2 separate regions of the Mus musculus genome follow, and region 2 is linked to region 1. The links are chromatin contacts, called in public promoter capture Hi-C maps. All regions are on one chromosome and are shown on one strand. The core of a region is the stretch at or near the end of the contact, and the rest is flanking DNA. Distances in the headings are between cores, read along the strand shown.

Evidence for each region. Promoter capture Hi-C pulls out the DNA fragments that hold promoters and counts their contacts.
Region 2: a promoter capture Hi-C map of pre-B cells shows a contact between it and region 1, with 5 times the contacts expected there. The contact joins the promoter of Gnb4 here to the promoter of Gpr160 in region 1. A contact is called at or near these places in 4 of 39 promoter capture datasets (hippocampal neurons, liver and pre-B cells).

The regions. Positions count from the first base shown.
Region 1 is chr3:30,854,449-30,857,571 of GRCm38.p6, forward strand. It overlaps Gpr160 (G protein-coupled receptor 160), which reads left to right and starts at 1,502. Exons shown (of 4, transcript NM_001134385.2): 1 at 1,502-1,797. Gm42199 (a long non-coding RNA gene) reads right to left here and starts at 1,361. Exons shown (of 3, transcript XR_880730.3): 1 at 1,171-1,361; 2 at 1-30.
Region 2 is chr3:32,614,621-32,617,850 of GRCm38.p6, forward strand. It overlaps Gnb4 (guanine nucleotide binding protein (G protein), beta 4), which reads right to left and starts at 1,970. Exons shown (of 10, transcript NM_013531.5): 1 at 1,819-1,970. Gm52622 (a long non-coding RNA gene) reads left to right here and starts at 1,991. Exons shown (of 2, transcript XR_003954599.1): 1 at 1,991-2,657; 2 at 2,783-3,230.

The sequences.
Region 1 (3,123 bases), core at 252-2,751:
TAGCCATCATAGCACTTTTCTGAATGAATTCTGTCAAAAGGGAGACAGAAGAGGCCTTGGGCTCACCTTCAGTTCCATTATTACAGAAGAGGAGAAACTGAGACGCAATGGGTCTGCCAAAATCTCGCCAACAGCTCTCCAGACAGGAGCCTCCTGGAATCTGGTATGTAGTCGTCCCAACACCTCTAGATGGGAAAGGTCTCGGGACAGCTATTAATAATACATTTGGGGATGGAAGAAGAGAGTGGGCTCAGCCTCCTGGACCATTGAGAAAGGCACTGGGAGAGTGTAGGCTGGCTCCTAGGAGCTACCGCTCCAGCCCTCTTCTAGCAAGGCACCACTCCACCGAAGGATGGCACTGCCTGCTCTGTCAAGCCTAGCAGGCAAGGTTGTTGTACAGTTAGTTAGTTTAGAGAGATGTATGGCTGGCTCTGTTTGATGTTCACACTCCAGAGATGGTGGCTGCTGTTTTTTTTAGACCCATGAACTAACTGCATACCTACTATTGTTCCTTCCCTCCTTCTCCACAAAAGGGATTCCCCCAGCCATTTCTGGCAATCTTCCATCTCTGCCCCTGGGGAGCTCTGGGCTGAAGCACCTCACAACCTCACTGGATTTCATCATTTCTCCTTTCTTCCAGGATGTTTCCTCTGAGCTGGGAGATGGGCACACCCCAGTTCCCCTTACAGCCCATATTTAACAGCCAGGGTACCTTTACTGCCCTGTCAGGCCATTTCTGAGTTCCTGGCAAGGTCAGTTCAGCCCCAGCGGGAGGTGGAAAGGCCTAGACTACAATTCCACTCATGGATCCCCTTAGAGAGCAGTGGGAAACAAGCAAGCTTGCCATGTGCTAAATGTTTAAATAACTAACAGGCCATAGGCTCTCAACAAATATTTGCTGAGTTAATACAGGCCGGCAAAGAAAGAAATGCAATATATGTTATCGCAGACTTTAATTTTGAAAAATCAGAATTTATAGTGCACTAAGGTAACTGCTTAGTGGCTCAAGTCTTGTGGTCTTGGGAGCATATTCGTCTGCAGACTGAAAGGTAAACTTGAGAAACTAGCTACAGAGCAAGAGGTGGTGGGTGACACAACGGCAGTTAGGAGCATTTCAAACTGGGATTAGATCCTCAAAGCCTGACACACTAGGAAAGAGTTTCCCCTCACCCTGCAACTCCTGCAATCTTCTGCCTACTCAGTCGGTCAACTCGGTCGCCTCTTGTCGCCCAACCCGCAGGGGGCGTCCTACGCACTGTCAACTCGGAAGTGCCCGCATGCAAGCTGTTTTTTCCAGTATGAGCTAGATGGAAGACCACAGTGTGGAGTCACGCACCTTACCCTGAGCAGTCTGGGCCTGACTACTGAAAGAAAAGAAGAGCATCCGGATTACTCCCGCAGTAACCAAAGACAGGAGGCGGGGCGGGGCGAGCGGAGGTGAGCCTCGCGTGGCCCCGCCCCTCGAGGGGACTCACCTGGGGCGGGCGGGGCGTGGGTGGGCGGGGCGAGCGGAGGTGAGCGACGCGCGGACCTGCCGCTCAGGCAGTTACGGAGGTTGGTGGCTTTTGGCTACTCACGCTACGCCAGGGACTGAGGAGTGCCAGCTGAGGTGAGCGCACGACTCGTGGAGGCCACTGGCCGGTCGCGTCGCGACGAGGCTTCCCTTCCTAGGACTCGGGGTGACGCTGCGGTGCGGAGCGGGAAGCCACCGCCGACGTCTGTGGCGGACGAGGGCAGTGTCCCACGGGCGCCCGGTTCCCCCGGGGCGGCTCCCAGCCTTCTGCAGCAGGCAGAGAGGTGAGGTGGGTGTGTGGCGTTCCTCGCGGACTTCCCGGCACTTGCGGGCACTTGCAGGGCGGTTGAACCCTGCCCGGGCGCACCGGGTCACTGCTGCTCTGCAAGGGCGGTTGGTACTGGAGCGGGGCGGCTGGCTCGGGGACCCGCCCTGGGGAGCGAGGCTTAAGCAACTTCTCTCCTTCTGCGGTGGTGGCCAAACGGTGGCAACCCTCCACCATGTCCCTGTTCCCCTTCGTCTCCAACTTGTGCAAATGATCTGATTAGGGCGTTGTTCCTTAGATCCCAGAGGTAGATCATGCCCACAGTGACAGAGGACACGCGAAAAGTGGTGCTTTATATTTATGAATGTATGCTAGCACATATTGGCATGACCTATACCTAGCATTTCCTTGTGAGTCAAGTTTTTAAGTTAACAGGTTACCTCCTATGAGAATGCCAAGTAAAATGAGAGCCCTAACAGCAAAACTTGTGGAACTTGACTGTGCCCTGGTTTTGGAATGTTCTGGATTTTGAGGAAATATTTTTAGTTTTTGAAAGGGTATCATAATTACATTTTACCATTTTAAAACATTTCTCTCTGTGTGTCTGTCTGTGTTCTGTCTTCCTGTGTGCACACACGTAAAAGAGGACAGCTTTCAGGAATAGTCTCCTCGTGTGTCAGTAGTTGCATCTCAGGTATTCTGACTTCTGGCAAGAGTCCTTAGCCCCTGTGCCATTTTGGCTGGCTCCATAATTAGATTACTTAAAAAACTGATCTTTTAGAATAACTGACTGAAGTTAAAATGTAAACTGAGGATTTGTTTCATTTTGGGGGTCTGGAGCACACTGGGCTATGAGAGATTGACAGTCAAAGAGGGATTTTAGGAATGCAAGTCCTTTCTCTGTCTAGTTTTGCAATTGTTTGATATTTCCCTTTAAAAGTTGCAACACTACCTTTTTTTTCCCCCAGAAGGTTAGTCACCACAGGTGATTCTAGTTTCAGATTCTATATCATATATAATTATGTTTCATAAATTGGATGTGAATACTGCCTCATCAGACTGATCAGAAAGGTCACAGTTTCTGCCCCGCCTCCCTCTAACACACACAAGAAGGCACACGGCACACGTGTATGTTAAATAGATTGAGTGGATGCTGGCTCAGCTTTTTTCACACACACACACACACACACACACACACACACACACACAGAGAGAGAGAGAGAGAGAGAGAGAGAGAGAGAGAGAGAGAGAGAGAGAGAGAGAGAGAGAGAACAAACAAACAGGGTTAGGTTGCCTCCAGTCAGGCAGTTTTGTATCAAATGTGTTAGCACTTTTTCCAATGGCT
Region 2 (3,230 bases), core at 720-3,219, 1.8 Mb after region 1:
GCTGAAACTCCACAACACCTGGAGTTGCTTGCTACCCTGCTTCCATCCTCCCAAAGTGGTGGTAGTTGTTTCTCTGGAGCCCATGTCAAAATAGGGGTATTAGTTTGTAGGAGCCACCACCAGTTTAATGCCAATAGAGTAACTGTACCTCAGGAAAAGGGTCACTGACCCCAGGGATGCCAGGAACAGAATGGCTGATGGGTGGCTATACAGAGTAACACCAGTAAATGGCACCAATCACAGCAGAGAAACCAGCACAGGTTTCTGACATGTCAAGGAAATTTTATGTGTACATCAGTGATGGCTGAGGGTCCTTCCCAGGACCTAGGACTAACTGAATGTGTTCTGCAGGAAAAGCATGCACTCTGCGGACAGAGGGATCTTGTCCTGACTCCAACTTGAGTTAACAGTTACAAGGCCACAGTGAGTCATTTAACATCGCCTTGCCTGTGGAAGGTATAATGTGTCCTTTGAGGAGTGACCCAGAGATGACAGAACAGAATAGCTCACTGCCCCTGATGAGAGGACAGAGCTTCAGTAAACAATTCCTTTAATAAATCTGATTAAACTAGCCAGCAAGGCAAAGAAAGGAATAGCCAAACCACCAAACTTAAATAACACACCTGAAAGAAATCAGAGAATTCACTCACTCTCCGACAATATTTGGTGATGGGGAAAAAAAAAAAAAAAAAAAAAAAAGCCCAACTTAGATACCACTCTTAGTTTTGAAATTGTCCCAGGATCTATTTCAGGATCTATTTTTAAGGAGTAAAAACACACGCTGAAATGTTTATTCATAAAAGACCAGCAACTCAGAACTGCTTCCTGTGTATTGCTCATAGGCTTAAGGCATGCAGTTAAGCAAACCACAGCACGAAGAATCAGCGTCATGGTCTAATAACGTGTAGACAAGAGGTCTGGCAATATTTATTAAATGATATTTTTAAAGTTTCTATTTCGGTTTCAAATTCACCAGCAAACCCAAATGCAAAAGCAAAAGACTCCTTAAGTGCTCTTAATCAAAATATTAAAATATACAGTAAACTTTCAGAATCAGCAATGAATGCTGGCAAAGACCAGATATACAGTTTGGTCAGACCCCTGTAAAAGACAACCTCTCTCCCTCTCACATTAGCATGCCAGCCATCACATCCTGATAAGCTGAAATATATAAAAGGTCACCACCGTCCGAGTTCGCGATATTGAAAGGGACTAATAATTACAATTCTGTCTTAAGGCAACTCCCTAGTAGGGCGCGGGTCTACAGCAGGTTATAATACTCACCTTTTTTTGGGGGGGGGGTGGATGGGAAAGGAGTAGAGAAAACAAAATCACCCACCACTGTCAGCCTTCTCTCAACTTTGAAAACGCAGAAAGAGATGCGGGGAGAAGACGAGAAAAAATAACCGCTTTCTCTAGTTCTAAACTTGCAAATATCCAAAATCCGTTATCACCCACCTTAAAAATAACCAAGCTTTGGGGACATAGTATCAGTCCAAAAACAACAACCTGAGGCTCCAGCAGCCCGTGGAGAACTTGGTGGAGATGGCGGGAGGCTGTGTGTGTGTGTGTGTGTGTGTGTGTGTGTGTGTGTGTGTGTGTGTGTGTGTGTTGGGGGGGGGGGCATTCTCTGCAGCTACCGTCCTCTAGACTCCCGGGTGGACGCACCCTCCGGCCGTCCCGGGCCTCGCAGAGCGCAGGGGAGCCCGCGTCCACACGGAGCCCCGCGCCCGGCCGCCCGCGTCCACACGGAGCCCAGCGCCCGCCACCCGCGTCCACACGGAGCCCTGACGCCCGCCGCCTGCGCTCGCCACCTACCTGGAGCCCGGCCGCCACCACCGCGCTACTGCTGGGCGCCCGGCTGCGGGTCGCGAACCGCTAGCTGGCTCCACCACACAAGACGGCGACCACACCCAGAGCCCTGCACGCCGGACGGGGCGGGGACCCGGGCGCGGCGCGCTGGGCGGGGGCGGGGGCGGGGGCGCGCGAGGCCGGGGAGAGGGTCTGGGAACGCGCCGAGAGAGCGGCGCGCGTGGCTCGGGTCGGGGCTGGCGGGAGCGAGCGCGGTCGGGGCGGGGGGCGCTTGCAGGGGCTCGGGGAACCCAGAACGCGCTTGGCCTGGGTGGAGGCTGATTGGCGCATGCAGGGCCAGGGTGCGTGTGTGTTGGGGAGGGGGCTGGCGGGGGCGCGCGCGTGGCCTGGGCCAGGGTGCAGGGGGTGGGCGCTGGCAAGGCGTGCAGCTTCTGCGGCTTTGGGAAGCGGAAAGCGCATCCCCTGCAGTTTCGATTTATCAGTGTGCCCCTGGACGCGCCGTCTAAGCTGAGTGCCTGACTTCTTCACGCCTGGGCCTGGCCTAGGCTGCTCTGCTCTGGCGGGCTGCAGGGTTGAGCCAGGAGAGCCACAGATGCAGTCTGCAATTACTGGGCTCTAAAATCTGAAGTCAATCCAGCCAAGCAGCCGTCGGTGGATGCCCGAGGTTCACTGGGAACACGAAGCTAGTGATACTGCCCTCCTCCCCACCCCCAACACCAGAACGTGCTGTAAACATTCCTGAACAAACCTATGCTCGCACAGAGCCTGCCCTCTTGACTGTCAGCTCTCGGAAGTTACTCTGTGGTCACTGATGACTGGAAGGCCTTCTCCCAGCACCCTGCCAGGTCTCTGCTCTTTAAACACTAGTGCACCTCAGTGCATCTCAAGCGACTTTGTTCGCATTTCTCCGGCGTTTTATACTGAACATGTTATAAACTAAATGTCTCCCTCCAATTTGTTTCTTCTGCAGGGGCATTGCTCCTCTCCCCACCCCCATCTTTCTTCGGAGTTAATTCCACTTTGACAGACGGTTGCTATAGCATTCTCTTTCTGACGTCAAACAATTTAAAGAAACAGAGCTGGGTAAAAGAGGCTTGCAGAGCTGTAGAAGGGTTTAAAGAATATCAGGAGAGCTTGGCACCCCCGCGGCCTTCCATTCTTCCTTATCAGCTGCTCCATATCAACCTGGAATAAAAGCCACTCATACCTACCGGCAAGGAGGCCAAACAGCAGTCTGAATGTGACTGGGGAGAAGATCTGCTCTGTGTAAAAGCCACCCCACCACAGATGTGAAAACACCAAGATACCAGGATGATGAAGTGGTTTCTCCCCAAAGTTTTGCTTTCCCTAATTAAATACTAGAAGAAAATGAAGAAGTACCAGACTTACACGTCAAAGAGTCAGGATGGTAGGTTGCA